3 separate regions of the Mus musculus genome follow, and all the other regions are linked to region 3. The links are chromatin contacts, called in public HiChIP or PLAC-seq maps. All regions are on one chromosome and are shown on one strand. Each heading gives the region's core, a stretch centred on a gene start, on an enhancer-like site or on the middle of the called end of the contact. The rest is flanking DNA. Distances are from core to core; before and after follow the strand shown.

The links. HiChIP or PLAC-seq counts read pairs in DNA pulled down with a chosen protein or histone mark.
Region 1: an H3K27ac HiChIP or PLAC-seq map of thymic regulatory T cells shows a contact between it and region 3, with 9 times the contacts expected there. The contact joins two enhancer-like sites. A contact is called at or near these places in 4 of 115 datasets of contacts at active chromatin or transcription factors (double positive thymocytes, embryonic basal ganglia, stem cell-derived neural progenitor cells and 1 more) and 1 of 9 other capture datasets (embryonic stem cells).
Region 2: an H3K27ac HiChIP or PLAC-seq map of regulatory T cells shows a contact between it and region 3, with 9 times the contacts expected there. The contact joins two enhancer-like sites. A contact is called at or near these places in 3 of 484 Hi-C or Micro-C datasets (CD8 central memory T cells, cortical neurons and regulatory T cells) and 4 of 115 datasets of contacts at active chromatin or transcription factors (astrocytes, embryonic basal ganglia, regulatory T cells and 1 more).

Annotation. Positions count from the first base shown.
Region 1 is chr12:107,967,848-107,971,987 of GRCm38.p6, forward strand. The region is part of intron 2 of Bcl11b (B cell leukemia/lymphoma 11B); the gene reads right to left. Among named protein-coding and RNA genes, the nearest start is that of Bcl11b, 33 kb to the right of the region's middle. Within about 2 kb of position 2,179, at least 39 of the 459 cell types and tissues checked have an H3K27ac peak or open chromatin away from gene starts, as enhancers often do. A contact at or near this core is called in thymic regulatory T cells, where this site is marked.
Region 2 is chr12:107,939,976-107,944,236 of GRCm38.p6, forward strand. All of the region lies in intron 3 of Bcl11b (B cell leukemia/lymphoma 11B), which reads right to left. Among named protein-coding and RNA genes, the nearest start is that of Bcl11b, 61 kb to the right of the region's middle. Within about 2 kb of position 1,491, at least 15 of the 459 cell types and tissues checked have an H3K27ac peak or open chromatin away from gene starts, as enhancers often do. A contact at or near this core is called in regulatory T cells, where this site is marked.
Region 3 is chr12:107,182,202-107,186,732 of GRCm38.p6, forward strand. No RefSeq gene overlaps it. Among named protein-coding and RNA genes, the nearest start is that of Gm52008, 73 kb to the left of the region's middle. Within about 2 kb of position 1,295, at least 39 of the 459 cell types and tissues checked have an H3K27ac peak or open chromatin away from gene starts, as enhancers often do. A contact at or near this core is called in regulatory T cells and thymic regulatory T cells, where this site is marked.

The DNA.
Region 1 (4,140 bases), core at 929-3,428, 790 kb after region 3:
GATCAAAAAGGAAATCGCAAGCCTCCACGGCCTTCTAGAAGGACGCCCCTGGCCTGAACCAGGGTCTGTCAAGATGAAGTCACACACCCACACCAGGTGGTAACACTTGGGTTAGACAGGTGGCCACAGGCCCTCATTGGGTGTGAGACCCTCACTAACGGCTATCTGCTCCAAGGGCAGGAGGGGGTAGGGTCCCTGTAGAGCTTTTAGAGCAATCTCAGCCCCACTAGAAGTCCCCCCTAGACACAGCTTATCTCCAAGCTTTGCACGCAGAGGGAGCCTGAAATCCAACTCCTGCAAAAACCAAGAGAGAAGCCACCATGCTATAATGCCGTGGCGAGCTTCTGGTCAGCCAAACATCAGGAGACTGAGTAGTAATTACCAGGGGCTGGGGGGAGGGGAGACTGAGAACCAATAGGTTATGTGGTCTTCTGGGGGTGTGATCAATTAAACAGTAGTGATGGCTACGCAATCCCGTACATAAAAATCCAAAGCCACAAATGGAGCGAATTAAAATAAGTTTCACAATAGGTGCACCTTCATTTTAAAAGGAAATCAAAGGTGAGGGCCATGTCTCTAAGCCTGTCCCTGACCCACTTTGCAGCCTCAGCCTTCCACTGGAAGGGATGCCCGGCCTTGGATCTAGAACAGACAGCTCCTGAGATCTGCTAACAGACTGTACCTGACCCACTGAGAGATGTCAGCCTGTGGGGGAGGGGTGCAGAGACTGAAACAGAGACAAAGACAGAAAGACGGACAGAGACAGAAAAAAATGGGTTCAAATTCTTCCTAGGCCATTTCTTAGCCTGTGACCTCAAGTGGTCACTCTCTCTGTCTCAGTCACTGTGTGTGTGTGTGTGTGTGTGTGTGTGTGTGTGTGTGTGTGTGAGTGTGTGTGTGTGTGTGTGTGTGTGTGTGTGTTTGGTTTGTTTTTTTGGTTTTTTTTTTTTTTTTTTTTTGGTTATTCGAGACAGGGTTTCTCTGTATAGCCCTGGCTGTCCTGGAACTCACTTTGTAGACCAGGCTGGCCTCAAACTCAGAAATCTGCCTGCCTCTGCCTCCCAAGTGCTGGGATTAAAGGCGTGCGCCACCACACCTGGCTAGTCACTGTGTTTTTAAAGGGACTGTCAGGGCACTCTGCAGCCAGAGCCAGCCACCTAGTAAACGTGGCCACTACCATCCTTACATTTATTTCCAGACCTGGAACTTTCTGCCCTACCCCTCCCCAGTCCTCCTCACAGCTGGAAGCCTGCTCCAGCAAGGAAGACACCCTATAAGCCTCGCAGGATGCTTTTTTAAAAAGCTCTCTGTGGGGAAGTCAGCGCTGGAGCACTTTTCTAGTGTGCATGGGGACTTGGGTCCTGTTCCCAGAAGTTCCAGAAGTCCAGGGCCTGTGAGATGGCTCAGCAGCTGAGGGTTTTCCCCCAGGACCCGAGTAAAGGTGGGAAGGAAGAACTAACCCACACAACTGTCCTGACCTTCATTGTGTGCCACGGTTCACTGCACACACAGACGCAGCAAGAACACGCACACTACAATTTCACATCTTCTTTTAAAAGACACCTTTCTTTTGCAGTCTAAGCCAGTCCAAACAGACCCATACGTATCAAGGTATGTGGGGGAGGGATGTAGGCTCTAACTCAGCTTCTTGTAGGATCCGGACAGCTTAATGAAACCCTGGCTGCCTCAGTTTTATCATAAAAGTACATTTTAATTAGGGAAAAAGAAATAAAAAATTGATACTTGTATTATGCCATGCAAGCATAAAACATTCCTATGGGGTGGGGATATATTGCCCCTCTCAAAAAACGTGAAAACGGTGCTCCAAAGTCAAGGTCAGACTGACTTCTTGGTATTTAAGCCACCTACGAAGGAATATTCAAAAGGTCTCCCAAACCGGCCTCTGGTATGATGGCTAAAGTCCAAACAGAGGACAAGATCACTGTTGGTGCCCTCCTGGGGGTGAGGCACTTGAAGGGAGCTTGAAGCCCACCTCCCTTGCAAGCAGTCCCTGCAGATGCTGGGCTCCATGCCCTGCACATGCGCACTAAGCAGCAACACGCCCACCACCAGGAGCCTGTAGACACAAAAAATGCCTGGAACCGCCCAGCCCCGATTGAGGGAACCAAGCCTTCCCGGTGCAGCCTTCCCAGGGCCGCCACTCTGCAACTGGGAGGTGACAGATCCCATGTTCCTACCCCAAGAGGTGGCCTGGCACATACCGTACAGAAGTCTATTTTTCTCCCTACTGGTGCCTTTCAACGGATACATTTTTTTTTAAGGCGAGAACTCCTACTGATAGTGCAGAAATGAGTCAGAGATCAAAGAAGGAGACAGACATCCACGCCAGCGCGTGTGAGCGAGGGACTCTGGCGAGGGAACCTGACAGTCCCCGCGCCCCTTCCCCCCCTCGTGCCAAGACATTAATTCTCACAAGTCGGAGAAAATTACTATGCATGAATGCAAAAAGCATGATCAGGAGTAATTAACATGGCTTCATATGCAAATTTTATTAATGCAGAAGTACAAAGTCATTATGCAAATGAAACTTACGTCAACTCTCTTGACAAATATTCATCTCTCTGAGCTCAAGTTTCTCTTTTTTATTTATTTATTTAATTCTATTTCTTCCCTACCCCCTTTCTCCTTGTTTTTTTGGGTTGTTTTGTTTTGTTTTTTGGTGGGACTAGGGTGGACTGAGGAGGGAGGTTTGTGGTTCTGGTGTCCCGAGAGGGCCCAGCAAGCTACAAGGGCTGTTTGACAAGTTTGCTAAGTTGTTTTCAACCAGAGAAATTTATTCTTGCATTGTTGATTTTTTTTTTAAAGTTGTTGGCAGGTATAAGACAGCTCATAGGAGAAGGGAAATTTAAAAAAAAAAAAAAAAAAAAAAAAAGGTCTATGGGCAGCAGGCAGCCAATCAAAACGCCAGAGCCAGTAATGAGAGCGATTGATGGCTGTTTGGCTTTTACTGCGGGGTAATGAACTAGAATCCAGTCTGAGGAGGGGGGGAGAATATGAATATTCATGAGACTGTGCTCCTGCGTTTGATGATTAAAGAAATTTTTAATATTCAAATAAGCGCTTGCCAAGTGATTAACAAAGAACAAGCACGCAGAAATATGGAAATGGGAGCCGGGGAAGATTCGAGAGGCGAGCATACTGTGCGGGAAGGCAGCCCCGGATTTCGTAAACAAGATAGGCAGATAACCCAATTCGCACGCAGGCAAATAAAAACATTTGTTTCTGATCACTTAAATATTTTGCCAGCTACTTTGTCTTAAGGATGATAAAAAAATGCTGTGTATTAAGAGGGTAGAGGAAAAATAACATGGAACCAGACGCATTGCTCATATTTAAGAGTCATTATCCTGACTCTAACCCGCCTCCTCCCAGCCCGACAGGAAATTAAGATTCTTTTTCCGGTTTGGTAGAGAGAGAAGATGGAGGTGAGGGCAGATTAGACTTGAAAAGCATGATGCCCCGTGGTGGTACCATGTAGATAGGCACAAATCATAATACGAAGCTTCTGGTCTGTTCCAGAGGCCCAAGAATTGGGGGACCGTGCCACATAGGGATGAGGGGCACTGGTGCCCACGGCCTGGGCATCTCAGGGTCTGCTCTCACTGGCCCTGGTGTGAACACACGAAGTAGGAACAGAGAAAGCCAGCAGCCACTCAGAGGAAGCTGAGCAACCAACTCCTAGATGTCTGCTGCTGAGGCTGAGCTCGTACAGTAAGGGCTCCACCACAGGTCACGAGGAAGCACATCATAACGGTATTAGCTGGTAAAATGATCCTGCAGTTAAAATTCACCTAATTAGCAGCCAATGACATCCATGTTGGCAATTTCCTATTTCAAAGGGGTGGGGTGCCACCTTAATGGAAACAGGCCCTGTGTAACTCCCCAGACAAGGTCTGGGCCTGCCATCACTAACCTCTCTCCCACTCTGCTTGGGGGTGGGGGGTGGGGGGTGGGGGTGGGGGAGTAGCTGAGGCCGGAGGACTAGAAATGATCCTAAGAGAGCCTCTCTGTCACTCACTGTCAAAGCGACCCAGGTCTGGGGCGCAGAAGCTCAACAAGTGCGTTCTTTTTGTTCTTCCATTTGTAAGAAATAAGAAAGCAGAGACAAAACGAAGCAGG
Region 2 (4,261 bases), core at 241-2,740, 760 kb after region 3:
GTACAGCTGTTGTTGGCTTACCAAAGAGCAGATCTAACCAGCCAGTGAGCATAGAGCTTCCAGAAAGTGTAGCCCACTGACCTCCAGTCTGGGGCCTCCCAGGTGCGCAGAGCATACTGTTGATCCAAATACTAGTGACCCAAATAGTAGGGAAGCGCGGGCTATAGACCATAGATGGCCATACAAGGCCATGGGCTCAGTAAGCATGGAGAAGGCAGGACATTGTGACAAGGCAGACCAGAAGGGACGTATGCCACCCCAGGTTCCCCAACATAAGGCCGCCAAAGAACACTCAGTCCCTGGGCAGGTAGGTGGCCAGGGGTCTGTGCCAATATATCAACGGAGGTGGGGGGTGGGGTGGGGAGAACAATTCTGGCCAGGGATTTCTACCCTAAAGCAAGAGCTAGGCTAGCTCAGAAGGCGGCCAGGGGACCACACTGGTCAGTGAACAGCAACCTACCCAACCCCAGGTACACACCCGTCTAGATTCAAGCCTGGTGGTAACAAGCTGAAGAATGCACCAGCATCACCATTATCTACCTCATGGTCCATATGAGGTGTCTCTTCCCCAGTTAGAGATGAGGAACCTCTAGGGCTCAGAGGGGTGAAGTAATGAGCCTAAGACCACACACAGCTGGAAACTGCTGGGTTGTTACTAATAGATTTGCTCACTGGGAAATGAGCGACCTACTCTTAGCCCAGAATAGGACTTCTCAATCTTCCTGGTGCTGAGACCTTCTAATACAGTCCCTCATGTTGTGGTGACCCCACCACCACCACCATAATATTATTTTGTTGTTACTTCATAACTATAATCTTGGTAATTATGAATCATAATGTAAATATCTGATATAAGACTGGGGGGGTGAGGTCACGACCCACAGGTTGAGAACCACCGCTCTAGATCAATGTGTTTGCCTTTAGATGGTGCCGGTGGCTGGCTGGACCCTCCCCTCTGCGTTCTGTTCAAGGCACCGGAAGTATGAGCATCAGAAGTAAGAGCATCGCTGTTGATGATGGGTCTCAGGACTCCCCTCCCTTGAACTCTGTGCTCTGGCATCTCCTCCACGGTGCTTTGTGGGGTGGGAGAGGTCTCTGTCCCCGTCACTGTGAGGCTCTGACTCTCCACAGACCTCCTGATGACATCCAGGCTGCTGCTCGGCACAGCACAGTGCCCCCTGCCCACCAGGACCTACACATGGACAAAGGACCCCAGCGGGTGCCAGGGAGAAGCGGTGGCCTCACATATTCTCTCTCTCTCTTCTCTCTCTCTCCCTCTCTCTCTCTCTCTCTCTCTCTCTCACACACACACACACACACACACACACACACACACACACCCCAGAGCTCCTTGCTTGGCCTCCCATGAGATCCTTTACTCACTGAAGTAAAGCTACAGGAGTTTATTTTGGCTCTCGGTCAAAGGCATTCAGTCCGCCATGGTAGAAAAACATGATGCTATCACAGTCAGGAAGCAGAGATGAGTGTGGCTCTTAGCACCTTTCCCCTGTTTCATTCACTCCCAAGTCCTAGCCCACAGAACAGTGCTGCCAAATTCTAGATAGGTCTGACCTCCTAACTGAACCCTCTCTGAAAACACTCTCAGGCACACCCAGAGATGTGTCTCTCCTAGGGGACAGCAACCATGGTCTGGCTGACAGAGACAAACCATACCTCCTTGTGATCGATCCCCTTTCATCAAGGAGGGAACTTGGGGGGAGACTACTATTGTTATTTTTCCCTCTGTGGTAAACTCATCTAGAAAGGAGGGGCAGTAGTCTCCCGTCTCCACTGACCACCTGCCGGAGTTTCCATCAGAGAAAGCTATGGGTGGTAATTTAGAGATCTACCCAACACATACCTCAGGATAGAGAAGAGGACAAGCCTAGGCCTGCACCAGGAAGACACCAATAAGTAGCTCCATCCTAGAAGAGAGCCTAAGAGGGCACCAGGGGAAGGCTAGGGGTTCACTAGGCAGAAGGGCAAGGGCCAGTCTCTTCCAGGCCCATGTAGCTCAAGGGGCCTGAGGAGAAGGGAGAGGTTGCCTCTAAGCTACTGGAACCCAAGTCTATCAACACTTATGGGCACAGGGCAACTGAGCCTGACAACCATAAGTCTAGAGCTAGGCATGACAAGCCTGCGTCTCAGTGTTGGGCCTGGGCTCTGCTTAGGGAAGAAGGCAGGCCAGAGCCTCTAAGGCACCAGCAAGCCAGCACCTCCCACTCAAGGGCTCTAGGGAAAGGGCAGCTCCTGAGGCACTGTTCCCAGGCAGGGCCCACTCCTGATCACCTCTACCCTCACTGGCCAATGCCTGCGCCACTCTGACAGAATAAATGACAGCCTCTTCAAGCCCCTACTAGGCCAGGGACGGTATGAGGCTGGGCCCAGCCATGCCTTATCTCACGAACCACTCCCCGGTCTCCACAGGCTCTGTTCTTGTGTCTGCGGCCTTAGAGGGCACAGGCTCAGCCTCGACAGAGAGAGAAGCTCCCAGCATGAGACCTCCCTGCATCTCACAGATGCCTTTCCGGCAGCTGATAATGTGGGTCTAGGATGAGAAGAGACTGCAGCGTCCATGGGTTTCCTTTCTCAACGTTTGGGTCAATGAGGTTAATGGAAGAGGGCGTGCACCCTGGAATCCCGAGGACCAAGGCGGGGAAGATGGGTTCTTTGCTGGCGCATTCATTGAGCAAGAGTTTCCCAGGCACCGGCTCTGCCCTGGACACTGGGGGATGCAGGAGAAGACCCTGACACAGCAGTTCATCCACTCATCCGGTGCTTGTTTGATGTTGGCTACTGCACAAATGCCTGCTGACTGCATCTTTGGATCGGGTAATGAATTGGGTGGGGGACATTAGGAAAGGGAACACCCCCCCCCCCAAACAAGGCACCTGTAAGACATTGAGATAGGAAAAGATAGAGAGCTATGGGGCAAGGAAGGAAGCAGGCTCTACCTGCCGTGTAACTAATCCTACTTGAGCACGTCAAACCCCTGGATGTCAGCAGCATCCAGAAAGCCTTAGTGCCTCCCGTTCCTCACCTCTACAGATGGAAAGGGTAAGGGGTTCTGAAATGAAGGGAGATGGCAGCGAGTCTGGAAATCCTGTGACCATCACCTCCCCCTCTGGCTGGCCACATCTGAGCTCATCCTGTCTGCAAAACCCAATAGCTGTGAGTGAGGTGGGCTAACCAGAGGGAAGACTCAAAAAAGGGGGACCTCGGAACTCGGCGCATCCACATAGAATGCACAGTCCCACACAGTGCTCCTGGGACTCTCTGCTAGCATAACACAGTGACCCACCACCAGCTGCCGAGCCCACAGACGGTTGAATAAATCCCTTAGCTGCCAGGGAGGCCCAGAACTTGACAAGAGTCTAGAAGCTTTCTCTTTTTCTGCCACACACAGGCGGAGACCTAAAGGAACACTTTAAACAGAACTGAGGTTCAACGGGTCCCCGAGGATGACTACGGAAGAATGCCAGCATCTCACATTCAAAATGTCAAAGCCGTGAGGACCCCGAAAACCTAGCCACCTACGGCCACGGAAGACAAGCACAGTTTCCAGGTCCGAAGCCCAGATGAAGCCCACTGCGTGTGGTCAGTGTGCTGTAGCCTCTGCCCTCGTTGAGAGCACGTTGGGACAGGTGTGCTAGGCCGCAGATCACCTGCCCACGGGCCTGGTCACATGACCGCTGCAGGCAGGTACCATTCTGATTGCTTCCCAGCTTCTTCTCTTGGGGCAGGGACAGAGCAGACCCCAGGTAATCCAGAAAGCCTCCAAGGACCTTGCTGGTGGCCCAGGGAGCCACGAAGCTAGCTGTGACTGTGCTTTATCCTGGGCTAGTTCTTCAAAGCAGGGTGTCCGGAGGTTCTCAGCCCCTAACAACCAACTTCCTGGGACCCCCAGTGACTGAGTCGCCTTCTCTTTAGGGATCCCACTTCTAGCAGGTATATGCAACCCAAGGCCCTTGGACAGCACAGGACCAAGGGTAGTTAGTTATGAATGCCACCCAACCCAAAGCATTCTGAACTTAAAGTATTCTAAGACTTCTGCAGGGCATGGCGATGCATGCCTTTAATCCCAGCACTTGGGAGGCAGAGACAGATGGATCTCTGAGTTCAAGGCCAGCCTGATCTACATAGTGAGTCCCTAGCTACATAGTGTAGCCAGGGCTACATAGAGAAACCCTGTCTCCAAAACACACACACAAAAAAACCAACAACGAACAAGACAAAACAAACAAACAAACAAACTCATGAG
Region 3 (4,531 bases), core at 45-2,544:
CTCGAAACAAGGTGAGCTGGCTGCTGCGTCCTGGCCTGGAGGAAGCCGTGGGCCGCAAGCTTGAGACCTAGGGCTAGAGGCCTGGCCAGCACCTTTGATGGGGCCAGCCATGGGCCTGGCTCAGCAGTTCCTCCCCACTCACCTCGGAACCAACGAAGCGCGGGTTGGATTTCGTGAGAAGTGTGTGAACACCCAGCTCAAAGTGAAAGAGCAGGCCGAGAGATTCACACAGCCTGAAACCAAACCGGGAAACAAAGGCACAGACTATGTATGCCCGCCAGCTCTCCCACCCGCTTGCCCTGCCTGCTATCCACGACCACCCTCCAGCTAACCTTGAATCTAGATGTCCCGAAAGGCAGGATGGGGCACTGCAAGCAACACTGGGTTCCTAGAACTGGCTAGAATTCTAGATCTATCTTTTCGTGCCTTACATCTTGGGATTAGTGGTAGTACATCTCTGAGCTTCTTGATGAGGCTGCTAATCGCAATGTCAGTGTGTGAGAAAATGGCTGTCCCCTCTATGTTCCCAAGCATCCTTTAACTCTCCTCAGGGTCAATTTTAACCCTTCGTCTGACAATAACATTGAAACGTCTGTCTCTTCATTTCTTTCACTTTGCCTTTTTTTTTTTTTCCGGAAACAGAATTTCTCTAGGTAATTCAAATTTGCATTGAATTTACAATCCTGTCTTCCCGGCACCAGGGCTGTGTGATAGGCAAGTCTGGCCACGCACAGTTTGGTACCTTCAATTTTCCAAAAGCTCTGTTGAGATATTTCACAGGTTCTAAGACTCACTATTGCCAAGTATGCTCACTTCGGGTTTTAGGGAGGAAAGCAGATGCAGGAAGAGGCAGAGATCCTATGCTGGGCCTCAGGGATGAAGAACCATCTCTGGGGTCACACCCCTCCGTTACAGGCACATAGCTCACCAGTGTGTGTGTGTGTGTGTGTGTGTGTGTGTGTGTGTGTGTGTGTGTAAATCAGCAAAACTTTAATATTTCCCAAAGCTCACGGAGGGAAACCTTCAGCTTTCCCTTGCCCTAAGCATTTGCAATGAAACCCCTGACTCCGTTTCCCAGGACGCAGGCGACCTCCAAGGATGCCACCCACTTGTCACTTCTGCTTTTTGCTTTGTTTTTGGCCGCTTCATATGTGCAGACAATATGTTGTGATTGTATTTGCCCCATCACCCTCTCAAAGCCGCCCACCCCCTTTCCCTCTCAACCCCTCCCTGGAGGCTACACCATTAGACAAATGAGAGCCTCTCTTATAGCACCAATCAGCAGCCTTCGGCTTCTCAGGAAGGGGCGGGGCTCCAACACTGTGCTAAGTCGAAGGACCCAACCTGTGCAGGGGTCCTTAGCTGCTGCGCACACATGGTGCAAAGATTACACTGTATCCAAACAGCCGCATTTTCTCACAACGCTCTTCTCTGTCCTCCTGCTCTTTCCCTTCTGTGCCATTTTCTGGGCTTTGAGGTAAGAAGCGGCTTCAGGTAAATGAGCGACGCGTGTTCCAATCCTTGGAGCCTCTCTCTGCCTTGCCCAGCTTGACTACGTTCTCTTTCACGGGTCTCATCCCTCTCCCCACGTGTCTGACTCCTTCCTTTGCTCCTGGACCCCAATGAAACCTAGCCGCCTCAGAGTCCCTCGGGCTGCGAGCTGTGAGCGATTTGGTGATCTCTAGCCCCTCTCAAAGCGCCCAACTCCCCCTGAATCTTCAGAAGGATTTCTGCCTTCATGTTCCCTCCACCAATCCCCTCAGCAGAATATGAACCCCAGGAATGAGATGAACCGGGTCCTTCTTCCCCCTCTGCCTGAGAGAGAGGGGCCCTGAGAGTTTGTACGATGGAGATGATGCATAGTCTCTTCTCGGTTCTGAGTCCTTTATCCCACGTTCCCTGGTGATGTACCCCAAATACCTCTGAGCTTCTCTCCGCTTCCCTGAAAGCTGGGGAGGCACCTTGCTTGGGACAGTACACATGGTCATCAGGTACTGACAGCTGGTTGCCTGTCAGTTGAAAAATCATCCATCTGCCTTCCTCTTCCCTTTTCAGGACACTGAGAGATGGTCTGAGATGTAAAATTAGCCCTGTAACAAGAGATGAGTCTTCCTAAAAGTCAGATGATCATGCCAGAACCCTTTGACTGGGGACCAATGGAAACGGTCCATGACCCCAGTGTAGCCTGTGGGCCCTTGTCACTGTGGCAACAGTAGGGGAAAATATCATTCAGGTCTTATTGTTAGTCTCCTTGCAAATTGTCTGAACAACTTTTTATATTGTCTTAGAAACGTGCAGTGCTGTGTGCTTGTGTTCTTTGTTCTTGACTCTTTCCTTTTTAGCACTCAAAGGAAGCCTACTCGAAACAAACTGAGGGCAATCTGCCAGTTTCTCTAACCCTGAAAGAAGAGAGACAGAAAACACACACACACACACACACACACACACACAGAGAGAGAGAGAGAGAGAGAGAGAGTCAGGCAGGCAGGCATGGTTAAAAGGCAGGCAGCCGCTTTCCCCAGTCCTATCTCTGTGCATCAGAGATGCAGGTGAGGAACCAGGGCTGTAGATAGATGTTCATGGTCCCTCTGGATCTGTAGAAGTCATTGAGAAACAAGCCTGGGGTCAGCTGCAAAGATGAGAGCATGGCTCTGGGCGGGCTCCATCCTCAGGACCAAGCTGCACCAAGTACAGGAAGCTGGTTCTGAAATCAGTGGTCTCGTCTCCTCGAGGATGAGCTGGGAACTCCCTCTCTTCTGAGCATGCCTGGTTGGTCACAGTTGGCAACAGCATGGAAATGTCAAAAGAGCCCTGTTTGGAATTGTGACTACTTTGGTTTGATTATAGCCTTGCCCCTTGCTCAGGACTGGAGGCTAGCTCAGCGTGTCAGTCTCTTTTTTCTTAAGCTATGGCATATCACATCTACACTTTGGTGAGTGAATCCAGGCTGAGCCATGAAAGGGTCCACCATGCTCATCTCAGACCAGGTCGCTGATAGATGGAAGGCAGCGTGACTGTCTCGACATTTGCTCTCATCTGTGGCCGTGGCCGTGCACAGCATGCTCATTGAGTGCCCTGTGTGTTTGATGTGAGCTCAGAGGCCTGAGACCAACCATGATTCCCGAAGCAGATGTTATTCATTTTCTGAATACATCAGTCTCACTATCACCCAGCACTGTTCAGCATACAGCCTGCCTCCCGCTCTCTGGGAGATAACTCTTTTGAAGCACTAGGAGAGACCGTTATTTAGGAGAGCTGGGGGACCATTTGCCTGTGAGAACACAATGGCAGCCATTATAAAAGCAGAAACAGAGGGTCAGTTCAAGCAGAATTGAGTAGACCAAGATGCCAGCCTATGACCTATGCATGACAAGGCATAGATTAGGTGGTGTGGGAACCAGAATCAGGACGGTGTCCAAGCAGAAGAACACATTCCCAGAGGTATTGGTGACCCTGTCCTGCAACACCTGTACTTCAGCAGACTGAGGCTCCACATTTCCAGAAATAAATTCTTTATCAAAGACAGTGTGCATCATGGGCCTGTTTACTCCAAGCAGAGTATAACTTGACTCAGCTTAGGAAATGTTTGCGGGACAGATGCCCAGTACCAGGAAGTGGAAGGCATTCTGTCCCTGACCTGGGAGGGGCTCAATATCCCATGCACATGCATGACAACACAGAGAGCATAGTGGGCATTCTGAGACTCCCCTAATGTTGCCATTAAAACAAGCAGAGCGATGAGACGGACAGGCGCAGAGGCCATAACCACAAGAAGGGGAGTCAGCCAAGGTCCTTTCAAAGTAGATGCAAGAGCCATAGGTCTCTGGAGTAAGCCAAGGGGCTGCATAAAAAAACAGGCTGCAAGAAGTTCTGAGTTGTGTGCCTGGAATCTAGAGGTGGGGGTGATAGTGCATCACCATGCACACACACATCAAGTTCAGATGGAACCCAGAAGACAGGTAGAAAGGCAGCTTCACCCATCGCCCCCAAATGTGTCTCTTTTCTCTTCCTGCCAGGCATGAGAAAGTTGGGCTGCAGTTCCTGTTAAATTTGAGCAGAAACGTTCCATATGGACGACTCGCCAGCAAATGCAGAAAGATTCAGCGAGCATCTCCTGACCACAGGGTGAGGTCTCCACATCACGCGGCCTCAGTTCACTCCCTAGCATTGGCACGGAAGCCATGTCAGGAAGATGGGCATCAGAGAGTGACCAAAGGCCCTATTGGTGTTGTGGCCTTAAGCACAGTTATCTCTTTCTGCCTGACAAACCTGCCTGCCCAACACAGTCTCCACAGGCTTTGGCACCACGCTGCCTTGTGAAGGGTAGAAAAGAATTCTGGGTATCTAAGTAAGGCATGGAGAGTATGTTCTAAGCCAGACTGGAAGAGGAGACAATGCAGGGAACAGAAGGTCGTTATGTAAGCAGAGATAAAAGAAGACATTGCCTCCACTGAAAACAAGCAAGATGCGTTAAAGGAAAACGTTTGGAGCAGAAGAAAATTTTTCTAGGGAATTAAAAACAAGTTAACAC